Linked DNA regions of Nomascus leucogenys: region 2 is linked to region 1. The links are chromatin contacts, called in public Hi-C maps. All regions are on one chromosome and are shown on one strand. Each heading gives the region's core, a stretch centred on a gene start, on an enhancer-like site or on the middle of the called end of the contact. The rest is flanking DNA. Distances are from core to core; before and after follow the strand shown. Region 1 holds the start of NIBAN1 (protein Niban 1). Region 2 overlaps NIBAN1 (protein Niban 1).

The links. Hi-C and Micro-C count contacts between places; a contact is called where the count stands out from the background.
Region 2: a contact with region 1 is called in a Hi-C map of a lymphoblastoid cell line, with 6 times the contacts expected there. The contact joins the enhancer-like site here to the promoter of NIBAN1 in region 1. A contact is called at or near these places in 3 of 4 Hi-C or Micro-C datasets (a lymphoblastoid cell line and an unstated tissue).

What each region holds. Positions count from the first base shown.
Region 1 is chr9:30,351,988-30,357,476 of Asia_NLE_v1, reverse strand. It overlaps NIBAN1 (protein Niban 1), which reads right to left and starts at 1,346. Exons shown (of 14, transcript XM_003264458.4): 1 at 1,253-1,346. The coding sequence starts at 1,307.
Region 2 is chr9:30,517,977-30,524,084 of Asia_NLE_v1, reverse strand. It overlaps NIBAN1 (protein Niban 1), which reads right to left. Exons shown (of 14, transcript XM_003264458.4): 10 at 3,584-3,745; 11 at 1,460-1,570. Among named protein-coding and RNA genes, the nearest start is that of EDEM3, 51 kb to the left of the region's middle. Within about 2 kb of position 1,699, the one cell type or tissue checked has an H3K27ac peak away from gene starts, as active enhancers do. A contact at or near this core is called in a lymphoblastoid cell line, where this site is marked.

The sequences.
Region 1 (5,489 bases), core at 97-2,596:
TTATTTCTTTTAAGCTTAGTTCAGCTCTTTTACTAATATAAATAAATCATCTATCTTTCCCCTTTTAACAAACAAAAGCAAAGAGATACTTGACCAAGTGTTATCCCCTGACAGTACGGATCTTTTACCTCCAAAGGCACCAGAGCAGGAATCTGTAAAATCAGCTCCGTTGCTCTTCAAGTACCCTGATTTGATATCCTTTTAAAATGGTCTTAAATGTTGTGGTGACTGAAAACAAATGTGGAATAAGAACACCAAATAAATGATTTCCTCTTAGGAAAGTATTCAAGGGCCAAACAGACCTAGAGTTTAATACCTAGTCTGGAAGATATTTCTGAAGCCGAGGGTGGGGGATCGGGCGGCGGGGCGGGGGAAAGAGTAAATTGGTAAGATAACCAAATGTTAGGTAGCGGTTGAAGGCAAGGTTGGGGTGGGGGGTAAGAAGAGGGGAGGTCAAATACACCCAGGAAATAAAGGAGATAACGAGTCAGGACTTCCTGCAGTTTCAGTTCGGTTTGGGTTTTGTTTTGTTTTTTTCTGCCTCACGCTCTCTACTGAGTCCCCACACCTCTGAGGGTCTCCCTAAATGAGTTTCTCCCCTTCTATAACTTTCGCGGCAGTTACAAAGCACGCCAGTGTTCCTCTTTTGCTTCGCCCCTCTCCGGGGCGTGAAGGGAACGGCATGACATTGTCCTTTCTGCCGCTGATGAAATCATCCTGCAAGTGCTAGGATGAAATGCGAGCGAAGCTGCGGCCAAACGCCGCGCTTTCCAAAGCCAGGCCAACATTACTAAGAGGGAAATTCTGCTTTAGCGGCCGGGAATCCCCAGGGGTATCTCTAGAAACGCGGGATATCCCCGCTGCTCTCTTGGCGGCCAGTTCAGAAACAGCTCAGAACTCAGTCTGGGGCAGATACCGGGGGGCGAAGTGCGCCGGGCGGGGGCGGCACTGACCCCGAGGCGGCGGGAGCGGCGGAGGCGCCGGCGTCCCCACCCGCATCCTGCACCTGCCTCGCTCCCAAGCCCTCCCGGTCCCCGGTCTACACCCGGCGCCCCCGGTCCCCGGTCTACACCCGCGCCGGAGGGCGCCGGCTGGGGCAGGAAACCCGACTCGCGCGGGCGGGCTGCGGTCGGGGATCCCCGAACGCTACAGGGAGAGGGCCCGGGGCGCGCCCCTTGGGGCCCCAACCGCGGCGGCCAGCCTGGTGCACGGGTCAGGGGGCTCCCCAGGCCCCCGGGCGGGAGGGGCGTACCTCGGATGTAAGCGCACTTGCCCTCGTCCAGCTGGCTGGAGGCTGAGCCGCCCATGACCGCGAGCTGCCTGTGCTGAGCGCGGAAACTGCCCGGCCCGCGCCCAGGGGACTGGCCGCTCTGGTCCGCGCCCACTGCTCGCTCCTGGAGGTTGATCCGACGGCAAGCCCGGCTCTGAAATTAAAAGCAAACTTCCTTCGAGAGGCGAGAGACAAGAGGCAAGAGGCGTCGCCTTCTGGGGCGCCTCCTCCAGGTCCGCGCCTTCTGAGGATCCGTGGGCCGGCCCGGGGGCTGTCTTCCCGCCCTCGCCTCGCTGGTGAGCTCCGACGGGCTGCCCAACCGAGGAGGATGGCCAGCTCCTCCTCCTCGCCCACGGTTGCTTCTTGTTTTCATCCGTTTGGGGCATCCAAAAAATACCTTGGAGGAAGTGGACCATTTCTCAAGTGACTAAATCTCTGTGAGCTGGAACTTTCCCAGCTCACATCCTTCGAGGTGGAGCTCAGGATCACGTTGCCTTGTGAGTGTTGCTGTCCAAGAAGCAACAGTTCTTCCCAAGCATTACCTGGGAGCCTGTTAGAAATACAAAATCTCAGCGCTATCGTCCACCAGCCCTCTACACACACACACACACACACACACACACACACACACACACACACACTTAGAATCTGTGTGAGTGGGGCCCAGCAATCTGTGTTTGCACAAACCCTCCAGGGAATTCTGATGCCCGCTGAAGTTTGAGAACTAGAGGTAAATTATACCTTTCTGCAGGCAAGAACCTGGACCAAGGAGGGAGTGGGGAAATGAGGAAAAAAGGAAAGAGAAAAAAAAAAAAAACGGAAAGACAGGGAAAAAGTAAGGCTTGGCCCTAGAATATACTCCCAGCCCTGAAACTTCCTAAGACTTGACGAACGTCTGTCCTTACCCCTTTACTTTCCATTCCTCTCCTTAACTGGAAATCAATCATTAGAAAAGATATTTGTTCTTTTCCCACAACCACTATTTAGCTTGGCAGCCTCTCGGAACAAGATCCACTTGGGCAGAGGGGTCACCACTGATTTCATCCTATTCTTAGTAGTCAGTTGTTTTGCGACTCCTGTTGACTTAACCTCAAGGTCAAATGGTCTGTATACACTAGAACCAGGCCTGAGGAGGACTTTGAAGGCTTTCCCACACACCCCCGCCTTCCCTATTAGCTAACTTGCACTTTAACACAACTATTTCATCACACTCACACCCAATCTCTCACACTCTACATTCCAATCTATCAGTAAATCGTGTCAATTCAGCTTTTAAATATGTCCAATAGCCAACCAATTCTCATCCCCTCTACTGCCATCCCATATCATTCCTCACCTCAGTCATTACACTAGCTGCCTAACTGATCTACCTTCTTCAGAGAAAAGCCACGACGTCTAGCAGGGCCTAGGTGGAGCTTCCTCTGTGACCTTCTCTACCACTACTCCTTGTTCTCTCAGTTCCAGCCCTGCTAGCCTTTTTTTTTTTTTTTTTACTCTTTCTAAGACACATCAAGCTCAGGGCCTTTGCACTTGTTTTTCATTTCTGTAGGATGCTCTTCCCTCAGATATTCACACAGGTTACTCTCTCAGTCATTTCATTCAAGCCTCCACTTTAATGCTAGCAACTCAGAGAGGTTCTCCTTGACCCAGGAACACCAGCCATCACCTCTCTCTGCCAGTCGCCCTTCATTATTTCTGTTTCATATCACTTAGCATCATCTAACACATATTTCTTTGTCTATCTTCCCCCACTGCGATGTCAACTCTATAAGGTTTAGGGATTTTCTTTGTTGTTATTGTAGTTTCTTGGGGCTTTTTCCCTCAAAATTTCTGTTTTCTTTTTTATTATTATTTTTCCTCTTAGGGCAGGGACTTTTTTGTCTATTCTGTCCTCTGCTATATTTCAAATGCCTAGAAGAGTGCCTAGCATGTAGTAGGTGTCCAGCAGATAACCACTGAATAAGTGAATGAATGAAAAATAAAATGTAAAAATCTGTACTCAGCAAAAACTACGATCTCAAGAATTTCCAGATAACAACTCAATGATTTAAACTATTTAATGTTGAACTCTTCTCTCAATACTCTAGTTGGCTGCTAGAATTAAGTGTATCTTCTTGGAGAAGTAATTTTTTTGACTATATAAATTGCTATAACTATGCCTCAGAATACTGTTGTTGTGTTTGAAGAAAACTAGCTTGGATCTCCTGACAGAAGTGTAGTTTTAGCTTGTCACCTCTTGCTCAGGAATACTCTGAGAAAGGACTGATTATCCTCATCTACCCTTATCCACTCATTTGTAAACATTCACAGATGGAACAGAGTACAAAGATGGATTCACACAAACAAATGGAAAAACATTCAATGCTCATGGATAAGAAGAATCAATATTGTTAAAATGGTCATACTGCCTAGAATAATGTACAGATTCAAAGCTATTCCCATCAAACTACCAAAGACATGCCTCACAGAATTAGAAAAAAACTATTCTAAAATTCATATGAAACCAAAAAAGAGCCTGAATAGCCAAAGAAATCCTAAGCAAAAAGAACAAAGCTGTTGGCATGACATGACCTGACTTCAAACTATACTAGAAGGGTACAGTCACCAAAACAGCATAATACTGGTACAAAAACAGTATACCAAAAATATGAGACAAAAACAGATACATAGCCCAATGGAACAGAATAGAGAAATAAACCCAGAAATAAAGGTGCACACCTAAAACCATCTGATCTTCAACAAAGTTGACAAAAGCAACAGGGAAAGGACTCTCCCTATTCAATAAATGGTGCTGGGATAACTAGCTAGCTGTATGCAGATGACTGAAACTGGACCCCTTCTTTTTTTTTTTTTTTTTCAGACGGAGTCTTGCTCTGTCGCCAGGCTGGAGTGCAGTGGCGCGATCTCGGCTCACTGCAACCTCCACCTCTCGAGTTCAAGAGATTCTCCTGCCTCAGCCTTCTGAGTAGCTGGGACTACAGGCATGTGCCACCACACCCAGCTAATTTTGTATTTTTAATAGAGATGGGGTTTCACCATTTTGGCCAGGATGGTCTCGATCTCTTGACCTCATGATCCGCCTGTCTCGGCCTCTCAAAGTGCTGGGATTACAGGCGTGAGCCACCACACCCGGCTGGACCCCTTCTTTATATTGTACCATACACAAAAATCAACTCGAGATGGATTAAAGACGTAAGTGTAAAACCCAAAACTACAAAAACTCTTGAAGAAACCTAGGAATACCATTCTAGACATAGGCCCTGGCAAAGATTTCATGACGAAGACACGAAAAGCAGTTGCAACAAGAACAAAAATTGACAAGTGAGACCTGATTAGACTAAAGAGCTTCTGCACAGCAAAAGAAACTATCAACAGAGTAAATAGACAACTCACAGAATGGGAGAATATATTTGTGAACTATGCATCTAACAAAGATCTAATATCCAGAATCTATAAGAATTTAAAGTAGCAAGCAATAAACAAACAACTCCATTAAAAAGTGGGCAAAGGACATAAGCAGACACTTTTCTAAAGAAGACATATACGCAGCCAACAAGCATATGAAAAAATGTTCAACATCACTAATCATTAGAGAAATACGAATCAAAACCACAATAAGATACCATCTCATACCAGTCAGAGAGCTACTATTAAAAAGTTCTGGCCGAGTGTGGTGGCTCACGCATGTAATCCCAGCACTTTGGAAGACCAAGGAGGGCAGATCACCAGGTCAGGAGATGGAGACCATCCTGGCTAACACGGTGAAACCCCGTCTCTACTAAAAATACAAAAACTTAGCCGGGCGTGGTGGCCGGCGCCTGTAGTCCCAGCTACTCGGGAGGCTGAGGCAGGAGAATGGCGTGAACCCGGGAGGCAGAGCTTGCAGTGAGCCAAGATTGCGCCACTGCACTCCAGCCTGGGCGACAGAGCGAGACTCCGTCTCAAAAAAAAAAAAAAAAAAAGTTACCACTGCTGGTGGGAATGTAAATTAGTTTAGCCACTGCAGAAAACAGTTCGGCAATTTCTCAAAGAACTTAGAACTACCATTCAACCCAACAATCCCAGTATTGGATATTTACCCAAAGGAATATAAATCACTATACCATAAAGACGTATACATACATATGTTCATTGCAGTGCTATTCACAATACCAAAGACATGGAATCAACCCAAATGCCCATTAACAGTAGACTAGATAAAGAAAATGCGGTACATATA
Region 2 (6,108 bases), core at 450-2,949, 170 kb before region 1:
CTTGCTGTCAAGAACTAAAATGGGCTATCCTGAGAGGTAGAAAGTGTCCTGCCAATGCAGGTGTCAGAGCACTAGTGGGACCACCCCTTGAGGGAACCTGCTGAACACTGAATATGAAGTTGAACTAAAGGCACTCAAAATCTCTTTGAAACCTGAGGTCCTAATATTTCAACACCTTTCTACGTTTTTTCTTCCTTTCTTTCTGTACGCTAAAGCATTTGACACTGACACTATCTTTTTTTTTTTTTAGTTCCATTGCAATTTCATTATTATGTGTGTTACCATGATCAATATTGGTGCTTTTTTTATTTTTTTGAGACGGAGTCTCGCTCCGTCACCCAGAGCTGGAGTGCAGTGGCGCGATCTCTGCTCACTGCAAGCTCCACCTCCCAGGTTCACGCCATTCTCCTGCCTCAGCCTCCCGAGTAGCTGGGACTACAGGCGCCCACCACCACACCCGGCTAATTTTTTATATTTTTAGTAGAGACGGGTTTTCGCCGTGTTAGCCAGGATGGTCTCGATCTCCTGACCTCGTGATCCGCCCGCCTCGGCCTCCCAAAGTGCTGAGATTACAGGCATGAGCCACCGCACCCGGCCCCAATATTGTTTTTAATATCAATGATTTGGTTGCTAGAGTTTCCTCTTGCCTGTGAGGCATCAAGATCAAGTCTGAAATTCAGACACCACCCCTAGGCTCTGTGGGACTTTGATCTTCTGTTCCAAGGCACTGTTTAGGGGAACTAGAAGGCAGTGAAAAAAATTAGTGGACTAGGTGTATGATCGTTTATCCTTAAGCTCACCATTGATCAGCCTGTTGAGCTTAATTAAGTCACATTAGCTTTCACAGAATCAGTTCCTCATCTGTACAAGGGGGGCAAATTCTAGTTAATGCACAAGTTCTTGTGGGGATCAAGTAAAAGGCTTTAAAATATAACATATATGTGAAAGCTCCTATTATTAAAACTATTTTAATATACACTTATGCTGAAGTACATTTAAAACAATTTCATATGGTAGATTTCTTTTCCTTGGAGTATTTCCTTTGCCATGAGGTTTTGATTTTTCAAAATCAATAAATTATTTTCCAGTTTAATGGATTTTACTATATTGTAACCTCTTTGAAGAAAGAGGCTGTGCCTTGCCTATTTTTACATCCCACGCAATGCTTATAGTGGACAGCCAATAAATGTTTGTCGAGTTGGATCTCTATGAAGGCTGGGACACGGGGCCTCTAGCTGTGGGTAATGATGCTGAGGACCAGCAGTGGCCGCTAGATGGCAGAAGAGGCATGGAAGTCACACTGGAGAAACTGCCGCGGACTGAGAGTCACTGGACTTGGGAGAGGAAGGAGTGGGGAAAGATTAGAGCCAAGGAGAGAACATGATATTTTCCACTTTACAAAAGAAACAGGGGTCACGTTCTCGTTTTATGCTTCCCACAAACAAGAGAACGGTTTTACCTTTAAGACTCGGAGCTTAACCTTCTCAATGGCAACTGCAGTTTTGGAGGCCTCTCCTTGGAGATGTGGGGAAAGCAACTGCTCAAAAGTGAACACTGCATTCTCCATTAGCTAGAAACCAGAAGCGACACAGAAACAGACAACAGTCAGAGGCTGGGATCACCACCCACAGGCCTGGCTAAGTGGGATTGCAGAGTAGGGGCCATCAGAGATGAGTCCCCTCGGCTGCTACTCTGGGGCGGACCCAGGGCAACATCACCCCATCACTAGGGCTGTGAAACAAATAGTCATGTGGCCACAGTAGGAGCAGGAAGAAGTTGGAAAACCCAAGGCCACGGGACTGAGCAAGTGTTCTGTCATCTCCCGTGGGCACCCCTCTTCTATTCTTTGATACCTGCAGCCACTGATTAAGGGATGAGGCTGGAGCCTTCTTCAACTAGTTTTTGGTGTCGCCTCCATTTTAAGTGGATGTAAACCACTCCGCAGCATATCTCTCCCTCTCTCTGCAGGGCTGGGAAGGGAGGCAGGGTCAGGGATGGGTGGGGACAGTGGCTGACATGTTCATGGGTCAGAAAGCAGAAGTAGTTCAGGTATCTTATTCCCTGCACCTTTGCCTGCGTTCCCGTCACCAGGGTCTAGTATTATGAAAGAGACTTCTGCTAAACTGTTGCCTAATTTTGTTCCTTGTTCCTCTTTCATCCCTTACAACTCAAGGGTTAGCTAAAATGTATCACTTGATCTTGCCCATAACCTTTATGAAAAAAAAGTTCTCCTTTCTTCTCCAAGCCCGTGATCCCAAAGCATCCAATATATACCTTTTTTTTTTTTTTTTTTGAGACACAGTTTCACTTTGTCACCCAGGATGGAGTGCAGTGGCACACTCTTGATTCACTGCAACCTCTGCCTCCAGGGTTCAAGCGAGTCTCGTGCTTCAGCCTCCAAGTAGCTGGGACTACAGGTGCGCACCACCATGCCCGGCAAATTTTTTTGTATTTTCAGTAGATATGGGGTTTCACCATGTTGGCCAGGCTGGTCTTAAACTCCTGACTTCAAGTGATCCACCCGCCTCGGCCTCCTAAAATGCTGGGATTACAGGCGTGAGCCACCGTGCCTGGCCACAATATATACCTTTATCATACCGTCAACATTGTAGTGAATTTATCTAAGAATTTGTCTCACTCAAGCTCCCTGAAGTGGGATCTGGTACAGTGTCCGGCCCACAGTAATCTCTCCTCAGAATATCTGTGTGACATGGCATGGTGTCCTTTAGAGCTTTGATGACCATACCCCTTATTCATTTAGGAAACACTATAATACGGAAGGAGTTTGTGCTATTCATTCCTGTTACTGGGGAAAAGTTTCCTTACGAAAAAAAAAAAAAAGAAACCTGTCAAGTAGACTCAAGAAATTCAAATATGAAGCTGTGACTGATTGATTGATTGGTTTACTCTTAATTACATTAGGGAATTAATTTAAGCCAGTGGTTCTCAATCCTGGCTGCATATTAGAAACAGTAGGAATCAGGGTAGGGAAGTTCTATCAAAAAGTTGCCATATAGGCTGGGTGTGGTGGCTTACGCCTGTAACCCCAGCACTTTGGGAGGCCGAGGTGGGCAGATCACTTGAGGTCAAGAGTTTGAGACCAGCCTGGCCAACACAGTAAAAACCCATCTCTACTAAAAATGCAAAAATTAGGCAGACATGGTGGCACATGCCTGTAGTCCCAGCTACTCAGGAAGTTGAGGCAAGACAATCACTTGGACCCAGGAGGCAAAGGTTGCATGCAGTGAGCCAAGATCACATCACTGCACTCCAGCCTGGACAACAGTATTTCCCCCAGGTGATTCCAATGTGTAGCCAAGGTTACAGCACTGATTTGACAAATCAAGTAGTTATCAATTAATGCTACTTTATTTTTCTGAGCTATGTCTTGTTTATGATGTTCATCCATATGGATGGAAGATGAAGCCAGTGGAGGGACAGAACATGTCCTCCCTCAACGTGATGGCTAAAGAGATGCGACGTATTTCCCTGAGCTACGCTAGCAGCCGATCTCACTGGCCAGCACCCATTTCTCTGCTCTCTCTTTACCCTCATCCACCACGGATGCCCCTGCCACACCCACCTCTTGCATGTAGTTCTGTGTCCTCTGAACCACCAGATCAACGTGGGGGAATCTGAAGCGGCTCTTGAGATCCTGCAGGCGCTCGTGAAGCAGGTTGACTTTAGTATAACAAGGTTCCATCTTCACGGAATGCAGCGGAAGATTCAAAAGCCGGTCTAGATGCTGCATTTTGGTGAAGGGAAACATTAAACATCCTCAGAATGAGGAGCGGTATTGCATACATATTGCATATTACACACATTCTAAACAATCAAATGCATGTTGTTAAAGTGAATCACTACTTGGATCCCTACATCTGTGACACCTTCAACTGTCTTATTTTCCTCCTGCAGTGGGTTCCTAGGGTAGCTGTAATGCTAGGACAGAAACCAGCAGAAACACCAACCAGATGACAGGAAGACCCAGGGGTGCACCCAGGGGGACTCCAGTCTTTGTAAGCTGTTGATGGACTCTAAGCTCCCACTTCCAGAGCTCAAGAACCAGGCAGGTAGGCTCTGACACGTGGTTGCTGCTGGGCCCCCAGGCTTCCAAAATCTTCTTTAGTGAGTGACACTCCTCTCAAAAAACCCCAGAGAGGTCAGGATGCTCCCTGGACTCCTGGACTTTGGAAGGGAAGCCAGAGTTCCTCACAATTCTATGAGGATCTGCCAGGGCCCACAGGGCTTCTCTCTGCTATAGGTTGCTTTAGGTGCTAGTGGATGGGAAGTGGATAGGCAGAGCCCTGTACTGGGAGACGTATCCAGTTTGAAGAACTGGGGTCCCTCCTACTGTAGTTTGCACTCAATCAATGAGGCCATTGGGCTTCCAGCATCATACCTCACCTGCTAAAGCCCTAAAGTGTTATCAACAAATGTTGTTGCAACAGAATGCATTCTGTTTTCTAAGCTTATTTTAAAATCATTTTTTAAAGGAAATACTGGAGGTTTAAAATAAACAGGGGAATGGGTGGAGCGGAAGAAGGCAGAAAGAAAGGTTCTGAAAATGGAGGCACTGGAGAGAACTGGGCAGTGAGGCAGGGTACATATGAATAATATAAGATGCACTGTCTGACTTTCAGCTCACGCAGAAGAGATAATCTAGATTTCTAGATTTCTGTAAACAGGAATTTTAAAAGGGCCCACTCTCATTATGCTTTAAAGGGAAAATACTGCTCCCTTTATGAAGTGAGTTATGGAGAGGTCCACTGAAGTGAAGTAAGGATCAAAAGCATGCTGTGGAACTTGCAGCTCCTCACAAAATGGAATGTGTCTATTTTTTAAAAATATCAATTAAGCAGACAGAAGAGGAAAAATGGCTTCCCACTTTGCTCCTATCAGATTGGCAAAAGTTTAATCAAATGATAACACCTATAGCTGATGGCAATATGGGGGAGAAAGCCCCTATCATACACAATTAGTGGAAATGTAAAATTTAAATCCTTTTTTTTGAAATGCAATGGAAACATTTTTTAACATGAGAAATGTACTTTCAACCTGACTATCCTGTCCTAGGAGCATATACTATAGAAATAAATACATCAGGGTATATATGTGTGTATATATATATATATATGTGTGTATATATAAAAATATTAATTTATTACAGCTTTATTCATAACACCAGCAATATTGAGATGAATGAATAAATCATGGTGTATCTATACATGAAATATCATGCAGCCATTATAAAGAAAGATTTAGAGCTAAAACAGTTACCTTGGAAACAGTTTCATGAGGTATTTTTGGATGAGAAACTGATAAGCAGAGTAATGTATAAAATATAATCCCATTTTTCTTAAAGCAGGCAATCTAAAGTCTAGCCTCTAAGTGTGTGTTTTGTATGCTAGATAAGAATGGGGAAAATACAGAATGGCATATGCTAAGTTGTTCACACGGGTTGCTTGAGGGGAGGTGGTGGCATTGGGGAAGGGGGAGAGTGAAGACAAGTAAAACAAAACAGGCTGCAATAAGAAACCCCAAAACATTTCTAAAATGATCCTGTTAATGCACAATTATATATGTGTATATATGCATAAAGAATAAAGGAAAAGAAATAGAGACATCTGGTTTTATCTACTGACTTGTAAGGATGTTCATCATGATATGTCAAGTATAAAACCAAGCTGCCAATTTATATCTTCGTCAGTGATTCTTAAACTGTAGGGCACACCAGAACCTCTGGAGGTCTTGTTAAAACAGACTCCTGGGCACTACCCCTAGAGTTTCTGATTTAGTAGATCATCGGGGGGGCCCGAGAATTTGCATTTTTAACAACCAAGTGATGATGCCACTGCTGGTCTGGGGACCATACTTTGAGAAATATTGATCTGTTAAAGCAAACTAAATACAGCCTGAGAAGGACTCCATGCTTCTATATTTTAGTCCTTGTAGATGAACTGTAAGAGTCAGACAAAATTGAAAACCTAACGTAGTAGTATGCACCTGTAACAATAACTGAGTGTTGGCCAGTCCCAGCAGCCATACTTCAACCACTCATAGACTGCTCAATGTTCAAACTGCGTTCAAATAAGGCAAATGCTGAGTTGT